Linked DNA regions of Astyanax mexicanus: region 2 is linked to region 1. The links are chromatin contacts, called in public Hi-C maps. All regions are on one chromosome and are shown on one strand. Each heading gives the region's core, a stretch centred on a gene start, on an enhancer-like site or on the middle of the called end of the contact. The rest is flanking DNA. Distances are from core to core; before and after follow the strand shown. Region 1 holds the start of LOC103034396 (mediator complex subunit 13L). Region 2 overlaps LOC103034396 (mediator complex subunit 13L).

What was found. A called contact is a pair of places that touch in the nucleus more often than the background predicts.
Region 2: a Hi-C map of muscle shows a contact between it and region 1, with 7 times the contacts expected there. The contact joins the enhancer-like site here to the promoter of LOC103034396 in region 1. A contact is called at or near these places in 2 of 3 Hi-C or Micro-C datasets (both in muscle).

The regions. Positions count from the first base shown.
Region 1 is chr1:20,295,200-20,300,767 of AstMex3_surface, forward strand. LOC103034396 (mediator complex subunit 13L) reads left to right here and starts at 2,061. Exons shown (of 31, transcript XM_049474584.1): 1 at 2,061-4,369. The coding sequence starts at 4,298.
Region 2 is chr1:20,386,993-20,392,560 of AstMex3_surface, forward strand. All of the region lies in intron 2 of LOC103034396 (mediator complex subunit 13L), which reads left to right. Among protein-coding and RNA genes, the nearest start is that of LOC103034396, 93 kb to the left of the region's middle. Within about 2 kb of position 2,214, the one cell type or tissue checked has an H3K27ac peak away from gene starts, as active enhancers do.

The DNA of each region.
Region 1 (5,568 bases), core at 811-3,310:
GTCATACATCCTATTCTTTCACAAACAATATATGGCTGTAATTACTGTTTATTTGTTTGTTTGGATTCTTTCTTAATCTAACTTATTTAGAAACATTTTTCAGTTATTTTAAATTGCTCAGGAACTCAATGGAAACATGGAAAAGTTTCAGAATGGAAGCTAATCTCATCTCTGGCAGAAAGAAGGTAGCTGACCAATGTTGGCTTACTAATGGCAAAGCTGGTTATTGGCATTTTTCTCAGCATTTTCTGGGAGACTTGCCAGATACTTTTGTTTTCTTTTATAAAGTAGATTAGAAAAGAGTATTCATTCATTTTCAATTAAATCATTTTATTTCAGACCTAGTCATTATTATATTTGTAATAACTGCCGTCATTATTTTTTCAAATAAAAGTCTCTGTGCATTTATAATATAGTTGGTGAATGAGCTAGTTAAATTAGATTATTGTGCATTAAAATGATCTGGATGTATCAACATTGTCAGTCAGTGGGGTGCTGAACTTAAAATATATCAAAATATATGCTTGCCATACAGGATGGTAATAACTACACAATCACAGTCTGACAAATTGACTGTGTAGATTTTTAATACGCTCAACACTAATAGTGCCTATCTAAATGAGATATTTAGTTGTGGGGACAACCTATTAAGACGTGGGAACAAAATAATTAAGTCATGGTCCCAACTTATTAAGGCATGGGAACAAAATAATTAAGTCATGGGGACGACTTCTTAAGGCATGGGAATGACATCATTAACGCTTTAATAAGTCATCGCCACATGTTACTATTTTTTTTTTTTACATGATATCACCATAGAACTGTACTGCTTGGAAAGTTTACACACTACATTAAAAACTCATGTAAAAACTCATTTTTTATTAGTCTGCAAAATGACTTTTGTGCTTGGACTTGACACACAGAAGGTCTGACACACTTCATCTTCATCTAAAACACAGTGGCATATTAGAGGGAGCATGCCTTTATCTTCTTCTGCTTTTTCATCTTTTTTCTTTCTTTTTTCCTCTCTGTTTTGTATTTTCTTTTCTTTTTTTTTCTTCTGCTTATGGTGTGTTTAATTGGGTATCAGCGCCTCTAGCGTCGAGATGAGGTTCTGTCCCTCTCTCTCTCTCTCTCTCTTTTTTCTATCAAAAGAGGCTGAAAACGCTGCTGTAATCCCTTTGCTTTGATCACGTGCTTTTTTTGTGCTCTACTTTGCCAAATAGGAAAGCGAGTCTCTGTCGAAGCCTGGCGGCCGCCATTACATAGCTATGCGTGGTGGGCTGTCGAATAGCGCGAAAAGCTGCCAGCGACTGTTAGCGTAAGCACACACACACTACACTGTTTCTCACACACACACCGTCTCTATCTCTCTGTCTCTGCCTCTCTCTCACTCTCACACAGACACACACACATAAAAAAGTCACAGACACACACATATAGGCTACACTGTTTGTCACATCTACAGTATCTCTGTCTCTCTCACACACATACATATACACAGTCACACACAGTGGCTACACTTTTCCTCACAAATACAATATCTCTCTCTTACACACACACAAACACAAAGTCACACACACATATGCTACACTGTTTCTCTCTCTCTTACACACATACACACATATTTACACAAAGTTACACACATACACACAAATAGGCTACACTGTTTCTCTCTCTCACACACAGCCTCTCTCTCTCTCAATTTAATTCAATTCAATGTGCTTTATTGGCATGATAAATAGTGATACATTTCTGTTGCCAATGCCTGAGTTATACAGTTTTAACAGTAAATAATAGTGGACTGTCTCAGAGATTAACAATTTCTAAAGTGTAGAAATTAACAATTTCTAGAAAACAATTATCTATTTCTCTCACACACACAAACACATACATACACACACATAAGCTACACCGTTTCTCACAAACACACTGTCTCTCTAAAACACACATACACACACATAAAGTAAGACCCCTCTATTTGCATAGCCTCCATCCAAACACAGAGCGTGCGTCGCGTGTGTTGTGTGTGTTTTTTTTTAAGGATCCAGGAGCCTCGCTCTGTTCGATTTGTCCTCGGAGTGTCTCGGAAGCGCTCGGAACCTCTCGCTCGCGCTCGGCAGCTCTCGGCGACTCGGGGAAACAGCGGCTAAACAGTGCAACAGTGACGGATGGCACGCCGTGGACGCTTTCGGAGAGAGCTCGCTGTGTGATTTCTGGCCGACTCGAGCAGGGCAGATAGCTGAGGAGGCTCGTCAGACGGCCGTGTTTACTCGGTGACTGGAGCTATCGGCGGTGGATCTGTTCCTTATCTAGCTTATCCTGTATCTTAGTTATCTATCTGTCTGTCAGCGACTCGGACTCGTTTCTGGCTTTTGTTTGATTTTATTTAGCTTTACTTCTACAAGAAGAAGAAGGAGAACAAGAAGAAGAGAAACTGGCGAGAGAGAGAGAAAGAGAGAAATATCTCCGGGAGAGGACGTTACGTTATTTCGTAATTTCGTTCTACTTAGCTAACTAGCTAGTTATGTTTATAACCAGAGAAAGGAAGGAAGTTTTTTCCCCTTTCTCTTCAGTTTTTTTCCTTTCTCTTCTGTTTGTTGGTTTTTAGCTTATCTAAGAAAGCTAAGCTAGGTTTGGTAGCTAAGGAAGATTGCAGTTGCTGCTGCTGTTTGTTGCTACGGCTGCTGCTGCTGTTGTTGTTAGCTAGCGTTAATGTTAGCTTAATGTTGTTTTCTTATTGTTTTAACTAGCTAAACAGGTTAACTAGCTTTGCGTTAGCTAGCTAGGTTAGCTGACTAACTAGTTATCTTAACTAACTGCATAGCTAATAAGGTTTCTTTAGCTGGTTAAACATGTTCGTTTGTTGTCTTCGCTAGGTGGCTAACTAACGTTACCTCCTTCCCTAGTCTCTCTCTTTCTGTGACTGGGTGACTGAGAGACTGATAAAGAGAGAGAAAGAAAGAGAGTGAGGGAGGGAGTGAGAGAGTGAGGACAAGAAGAGGAGGGTCAGGTTTTTATTTTTAGCTCCTCCAGAACGCTAGTTAACTAGCTGGGGTTAGCTAGCTTGCGTTAGTTGCAAAGTGAAACGAGGATTTTTCACCATTCTTCCTTCCTCCCTTGCTCAGAAGCCAGACTGTGTTGTTGCTCGCGTATCAGGGGAAGAGTGAGGACGGCTCTATAAATAGCTCCAAAGAGAGGGAGAGAAACTACATCGACGTTAGCCAGCTAGTATCATTTTCTCTCGTGTGCCCCCTCTCTCTATCTATCGCTCTCTCTCCTCAGTCTGTGTGTGTGAGTGTGTGTGTTTTTTGCCGCCTTCTCTCATATATGGAGGGCTGTGGGGGAGTCAATGGAGTCCGCTCACTCGCTCCGCGCTTCTGTATTGTTCCTAAACAGAGACGCTTCAGTGGATTATACTAGCCATAGCGAGCTACAAAACTGAAACTTGAACTGGGAGCACGCCGATATTGAGACGTGTCCTCTTTTTTGTGTGGATTTTTTTTGTTGTGTGCAAGAAAAAAGGAGAAAGAACCGAGAGGATTGGAGAGAAGGAAGGAAAGAAAGAAAGGGCATAACTGGTCCTGGCTCTTGCTTTTTTGAATTACATTTATTTTTTTTCTTCTCCCGTGGATTACTAGGATATACTGTGATTATAGATATGCTATTACAGTTATTGTATTAGTAGTAGAAGAAAAAAACAAAAAACAAGTCAACTGGCATGGACAAGGATGGTCAAATCATCTCACGGCGGCTAGGAGGATTAAACACACGGAGGATCATCATCATCATACCCACCGCCACCGCATCGCCACAGACAATGATTCGGTTTCAGCCGCCTGACGAGAAGCATCCGAGCCACCCCGAGCTCGTGTGGATGGAAACAAAGTGTTAGTGCTAGCGCTAGTTTTCAGTTTTCGCCCCGAAGAAAAGAAAAAAAAGCGGAGACGGAGAAAGGAAGGAAGGAATTAAACCCTAAGGCATTCCTACGGATTCGCTACAGTGTTTTAAAAAAAGAGAGAGAGAGAGAGAAAGAGAGAAATCACGCCTCCGCTGGTTTACACTGCGTTGTTCCTCTCAGTCTGCTGGCTTTCTCCGTGATTTTTCTATATTTGTTGCTTGCTTTACTACTGAAGGAATCGTTCATCCACCTTCTTCAACCGACAACCAACCTACCCACCTACCTTCCTTCCTAAGTACCTGCCTAACTACCCCCTCTCAGAACCCTCTGCTCGGTTCTGATACCGATCGAGGATCTCGACATGCCCTACGCTGACGAGCCCATCGGCGGACGATTATGACTACAGCAGCGAACTGGGTGGCTAACGGGGCGAGCCTTGAAGACTGCCATTCCAACCTTTTCTCTCTGGTACGGTCAACCAACCTACTTCTATACACTCACTTATGTCCCATAGAGTCTAGCTAGCTAGTGGCAGCGATTGGGCTGGAGGGGGGAATGAAGCAGCTGAGGGGGTGTGGTGGTGGTGGTGTTGGGTGGGTGGGTTTGTGGGGTTTGTGCCTGACTGCCTGGAAGTGTGTGTGTGTGTGTGTGTATGTATGTATATGTGTGTCTGTGTGTTGGTTGTGGGGTTCTCCTTGAGGGCAGGGACCAATCAACCATCCACCCACCACCAGCCTACTGTTCTCAAGGTACAAAGGTGAAGCAATCTCTGGTAGCCTACTGTTATTAGCCAATCATTAACATGCCAAAAGAGCCTGAGAGCTGGGCTGGCTTGGAAAGGTAGGTTAACATTTCTTTTTTTGGCAGTCTGCCTCCTCATGAAATGAGCTTGAGGGCTACTGTACTGTTCCCCACGGTGTGGTGGTCAGGAGTGGTCAGGATTCATACTCACCATTCATCATGCCATTGAAAAAAGAAAGGAAAGAGATGCCTTGCTTTGGCAGACAGTTCATAATGGCCAGCTGCTACTGTATGGTATGGTTGGTAGTTGATTGGGAATGTTGTGCTGCTATTGCTCGGGTTGCTTGTTACACACACACACACAGGCAAATCTGTTTACTCAAGTTTCAGACAAAAACCCTTTGGGGAAAGGAGAGACAGGTTCAGCTGGGTGTTTTCTTAAGCTGAGCAGAATTCCCTCATCGCTGCAGGACATGCGAACCCTTTTGAAGGGGAAACATTGAGCACATCTCATTTACTGTCAGTTACTGTCCATAATTAGATGGTTTAAAAAGCGTAATTTTCCTACACTCATGGAAATGTGTCATTCATAATGTGTTTTGTTGCTATTTTAATGCTTTAAGGGATGTCTGAAGTCATTCAAGCGACACTTTTTTTCCTTGCATCAGGGGAGGTGATTTGATTTAAGCAGTGGATTTGTAAATATTCTGAATCCCATGCCTCTGGCTAGCCACTGGCATTCCTAGTGATTACTGGAAGATCAACACACCCGCCCATTCAGAAGGCGTAACAGCTTGCTCACATGTTGTCAAAATGGGAGGGCCGATCACAATGTATTAAGGTCAGGCCCTTTTTAGAAGCTCGTTTTCTTTTGAGCTGAATTAATATGTGAGTGAAAGCAGATTTTACTGTCCTATAAAGACATG
Region 2 (5,568 bases), core at 964-3,463, 92 kb after region 1:
TTCTGCACCTGCTAAACACTCCTCTGCAGTCTGAGACGCTGAGCTATACACTTACTGACTGACTGGCTGTGTCTGATCAGTACTGCAAAGACTAGACTTTTATAAATAATAAATAAGAAATCAGGTCACTGATTGGATTGTGATTGAAGGGAGAGTTGAGTGTGCTGTGCTTGTTGGTGATGTTTGTGAGGAGCTGGAACTTGCAGCTGTTCTGCTTGTGCAAGTGTTTCAGTAGCAGTTGTCCAGGAACATGTTATGTAAAAATCTTTGTCCCTATCTGGTGAAGTGAGGCAGAGTTTTATAGCATAATGTAAGAAACTGATACTTGAAAAATGTATAATGTCTTTATTGCCAGTTGAGAAATTTACTTCTGATGGTTAGACGGCTGCCTTTTGGGGTTAGATGGTTGTTGCCATTGAGAAAGTCTTCATTTTGTTGGCTCAACTTACAGAAGGCTATGAAGTTAAGCTAAGCTACTAAATTACTCAGCAGCAGGGATGTGCCATCACAATCATATGTCACATGACATACAGCTCTGGTAAAAAATTATAGACTACTTTAGTTTCTGAATCAGTTTCTCTGATTTTGCTATTTATAGGTATATGTTTGAGTAAAATAATAGCACGATATGTCATGGTATTTTTGCGATAATGATACTTTTGGCGATATGACAAAACACTGAATAAAAAAATCTATATATATTATTTTAGAAATACACTACTGCCAAAAATGATTTTTTTTAATTGCATAAATTTTGCTCACCCCTAACTGAGATACAATAAAAAAGCGCAAGAATTTTATCACATTTGTAAGAGAAGTCAATGGACCTGAATGTCATGATACTAATAATAATGCACTCCAAATATCTCCATATATCCAGGACTGATAAATGATACTGGACAGATATAATCTGTCTCTAGTAGATATATAATAGGAAATGACAACAGTGTAATTTTTTCTTTTGCAAAAACAGCAAAAAAAAAAGTAGTACCCTGATGTGATAATTAGGGGTGGGTGATATGGCATGATATTTCAGGGTATAATATCATTTACAATATTCAAAAATGTTCGGGATATTATTGTGTACAATATGATATGGCACACCCTTACTCCCAACCTGTAGAAAGAAACCAGAAGCAAAATGATATATACTAATTCTCACATAATACTGCATTTACATTGATTCTGGACATTATTCGCTAATTAGCTACACACATATGTTTTTTGACCACTGCTTAGAAATGTAAGTGTTTTCATAAATTATGATAATGATGTTAATATTAGAAGCAAGTCCTCTAGTCCAAGCCTGGCATTAGGCATGGTGCCATTATAGGTTCATGTTTATCTGCTCCAGAGAGAGTTTTTGTTTTTGTTGGCAATACTTCGCTTCAGGGACTAAAAGACAAGCTGTGTGTGTATTAGGGGTGGGCAATATGGCCCTAAAATAATATCACAATATTTCATGTTTTTTTGTGATAATGATACTCTTGGCGATATGATAAAACACTTAAAAAAAATAAAAAATACACTATACACTGCAAGAAAAAAATAATTAATTAATTAATCATTAAAAAAAAAAAAAAAATATATATATATATATATATATATATATATATGTTTATATATTACATACAATATAATACTGCACACCCCTAAGTGAGATATTAAAAAATACATTTATAAAAATATATTTATTGATTTGTAACAGAAGTCAATGCTCTAGAATATCATGATGCTAATAAGAATGCACTCCATATATCTCCATATATCCAGGATTAAAGTAAAATAAATGATACTGGACAGATATAATCTGTCTCTAGTAGATATATAATGGGAAATGGGATGGGTGATACGACACAATATTTTAGGGTATAATATCGTTCACGATATTAAAAAATGTTAACGATATTATCGTGTACGATATGGCACACCGCTAGTGTGTATATGTGTGCATTTGCACATCTGTGTCAGCAGTGAGTGCGACATATTGCATATTCTCACGTCTCTCTCCTCAGTCGATTCCTCACTGCTCCCAGACCGGTCCCTTATTACACCATCTCTGAATTTAAATAAGAATCGTAGCGTTTTGATGCGGCAAGATCAAGCAGCTTCTCCAGAAATGCCAGTTGCACCCTCCCCACCCCCTCGCCGGCCCCTACTGTGAGCACTGCCCCATTACCCCGTCTTAATCCCTCTAATAGCGGTCTTGCACCATTAGCGTGTGAGCGGTCTCTCTGCTCTGTCTATACATCTGCTCGCACGCTCCCTGATCATTAATAAATCTGCAGTCACGCCATGTGCAGACACACTCTGAAGTGCTGTCACTTACCTTAATCACAATTGCTGTATAATACACTGCTCAGCATCAGTGCTTAGCACGAGGACATGTTGCCTTCTGTGGAAATGCTGTGTATTTTCCTGCTGCTGCTTCAGTAAAACCAGTACTTTGTTCAGATTTCACATCCTTTCTGCTTCATGCTCATCAAAGTGTCTTTTGTAGAATGAAAAGTAGATCAAATCAAGACCGAAATAAGGAATTGAGTGTAGGCTTGCAAGGGTATGTTATTTTTGCCGTATGATAACATTATCAGAAAATATCACAGTATCACCATTTCAAAATGACCCCTAAAGTATTAACAAAGTAAAAATAATAAGTAATAAATAAATAATTAATTTCACTTATGATGGATGATGACTCTAGTAAACATACACTGCGTGGCTGCTGTGGGATGTATGATGATATTCAATTTTGAAATTTAGCTATTATTCTGAGCAGGATTATTCACTGATAGTTGTTGATAGGCTGAGTGAGGATTGGTTGGATAAAGTAAGTATTGCTGTTTGCTACGATATGTATATCATGTCCGCAACTTGTTCTGAATCTTTGTCTGAAACCTAGAATTGCTGGTTAGCAGCGATAGTAACAGCCAACACAGCTGCCAGCCTCTGCATTGTTGGAGCATTTTAGGCGCAATACAAACTGTTTTTCTGACCTGGATTAACCACTTATAGTTGTTGACAGTGTTGCTGAGCCCTCTTGGGGTATCAAGGGAAATTCCATGATTTTTTTGTGGGTAAAATCAGTTTAGATTGTTTCTGTTTCTTTTTTCTGGTTTGAGTGTTTTGAGTATGGAGACAGTTGTGTTGCTGAGACTGTGGGGCAGATGAGTTGGACAGGAGATGCACATAGGTGGATGAGATTTTCTGTTTGCTTGACTCCAATGCCTGTAATATGTAAATATCCATTGGTCTCTCTATTGTTTTTTTTTTTTAATTAAAAGCATTAACCCTCTGTGATCGAGGAATGATCTGTGTTTCTTCATCTTAATTTTTTAGATTTTTTAGATTTTGATTGTGTATCTTATCATAAACTAGCCAATCAGAGCAGAGCACATCATATTGTTTGTGAGTTCACCTTCATTCAGAGGTAGAATAACAGGGTTAAATGACCACGTCTGAGCATTTTTCACACTTACCAAAGCCATATACTTACTCGTAAAGGAATGCTCCATTATATAAATAATATAAATAATATATAATATATATTTAAAATTAACAAAGACATCATATTAATTTTTATAAAAAATGAATGCAAATTAATAATTTTTTTTATAAATTTTATAAAAAATTAATGGCAAAAAGTTAAATATACAGCTCTGAATAAAAAAATTAAGAGAACACTTAAATTTCTGATTTTACTATTTATAGGTTTATATTGAAATAAAATGAACATTATTGTTTTTTCTATAAACTACTGACAACATTTCTCCCAAATTCCAAATAAAAATATTGTCATTTCGAGCATTTATTTGCAGAAAATGTGAAATGGCTGAAATAACAAAAAAAGATGCAGAGCTTTCAGACCTCAAATAATGCAAAGAAAACAAGTTCATATTTATAAAGTTTTCATAAATAGTTCATAAATCAAGTGGAAGGTGGAATAATCCTGGATTTTAATCACAGTTTTCATGCATCTTGGTATGTTCTCCTCCACCAGTCTTACACACTGCTTTTGAATAACATTATTTCACTCCTGGTGCAAAAACTAAAGCAGTTCAGCTTAGTTTGAAGGATTGATTATAATCCTAAAATCAAAGAAACTCATCATTTGTAAGTAGTCTCTTATTTTTTTCCGGAGCTGTGTATGGTAATACATTGGATCTAATGGCATGTATGGCTTTGTGAAGTGTATTACAGCTTAGTTTTATAACAAACTGGAGGATTAATTAATGAAAAGGCAGATTTTGTAGCTGTAACTCTGTTTTCTCACTCAATCAATCTGTTTTATTCCAAAAAAAAAGCCTGTTCCTTTAATAAATGCAACCCACATAAGCAGCCACGCAACTGTCTCAGGCCAGAGCATGCCCCCACCTCCACCAGCGCTCAAATAGGCTTTAGGAAGCACACTGGCGTCGGCTGCAGGACTTCTGCTGTCAATAGCAGCTTTGTGTGTGGTGGCGGACACCGCCCCCCCCCCTCTATACCTCCTCCTCCTGCTCCTCCCCTCCCCTTCTGCCGTTCACGGCTCCAACTAGTGGCCAGCATGAGGAGCTGCAGTGTGGTCAGGCGGAGGGTGGGAACTGCGTGCTACGACCCAGTTCCATCAGTACTTATTTGTGTCGGGGGCCGAGCGGCAGCTGATTTGTATTGTGGAGGGAGAGAGAGAGAGGGAGGGAACGAGGGAGAGAGGGAGGGAATGAGGGAGGGAGGGAGGGAGGGAGAGAAGGAGGGAGGAAGGGAGGGAGGTAGAGGAGGGACAGTATTAAATATACATGTGTTTGCAGCGGAGGGAGAAGCCGAAGTGTTACGCCACTGATTTGCAGGCTCACATGGAGACAATCACATACGCACACATTTACACACACACACACGCTTTTTTTTTTGTTTAACAGAACCTGAAAGGGAACCAGCTGCGACTGACATCAGTGTGTTTTGTGTTCACACTGTAAACTTAATTTACAGGCAGCTAAAATCCATTTGTGCTCCTCTTCAACACTGATGAGATCTTGATGAGAACTTGTTTTACACTTTACAGACATCATCATCAAAGAAAAAAAATAGTTTGCAAAAGTAGGTGCACCCAGAAGGAAGTGTCGGATTGCAGTGCAGTGCTATTCAAAAGGAAGATAAAGGTTACCAGGAACAATGAATGATGAAAGATTAAGACTGACATGTGCTTGGTTATAACTCTTGGCTATATTTATTGAGCTACACATACAGACGTAATGTGTGTGCAATGCATGTGTAAGACAACATGCCAACTTTCTCAGCATGGAGTTGTAGAGGTTCCTAATGGTGCCCTGCGATTTTACACAGTTCCTGCAGATTTTACATTAAAAGTGAAGTGTTGATAGATAGTCCAATAGCATCCCACACAGTTTTAATCAAATACATATCTGGCCATGCAGCTTCACCATGGCATAGTGTCTTTGTCTTCAAGGTGAGCTCTTAAAACAGCAGCAGTGTAGTACCAGTTATAATTAAGTTCTAATTCAATGGTTTTATCTATTTTGTTTAGTTAATGTATTTTCTACACTGTAGATTAATATTAAAGACATGAAAAAAGTT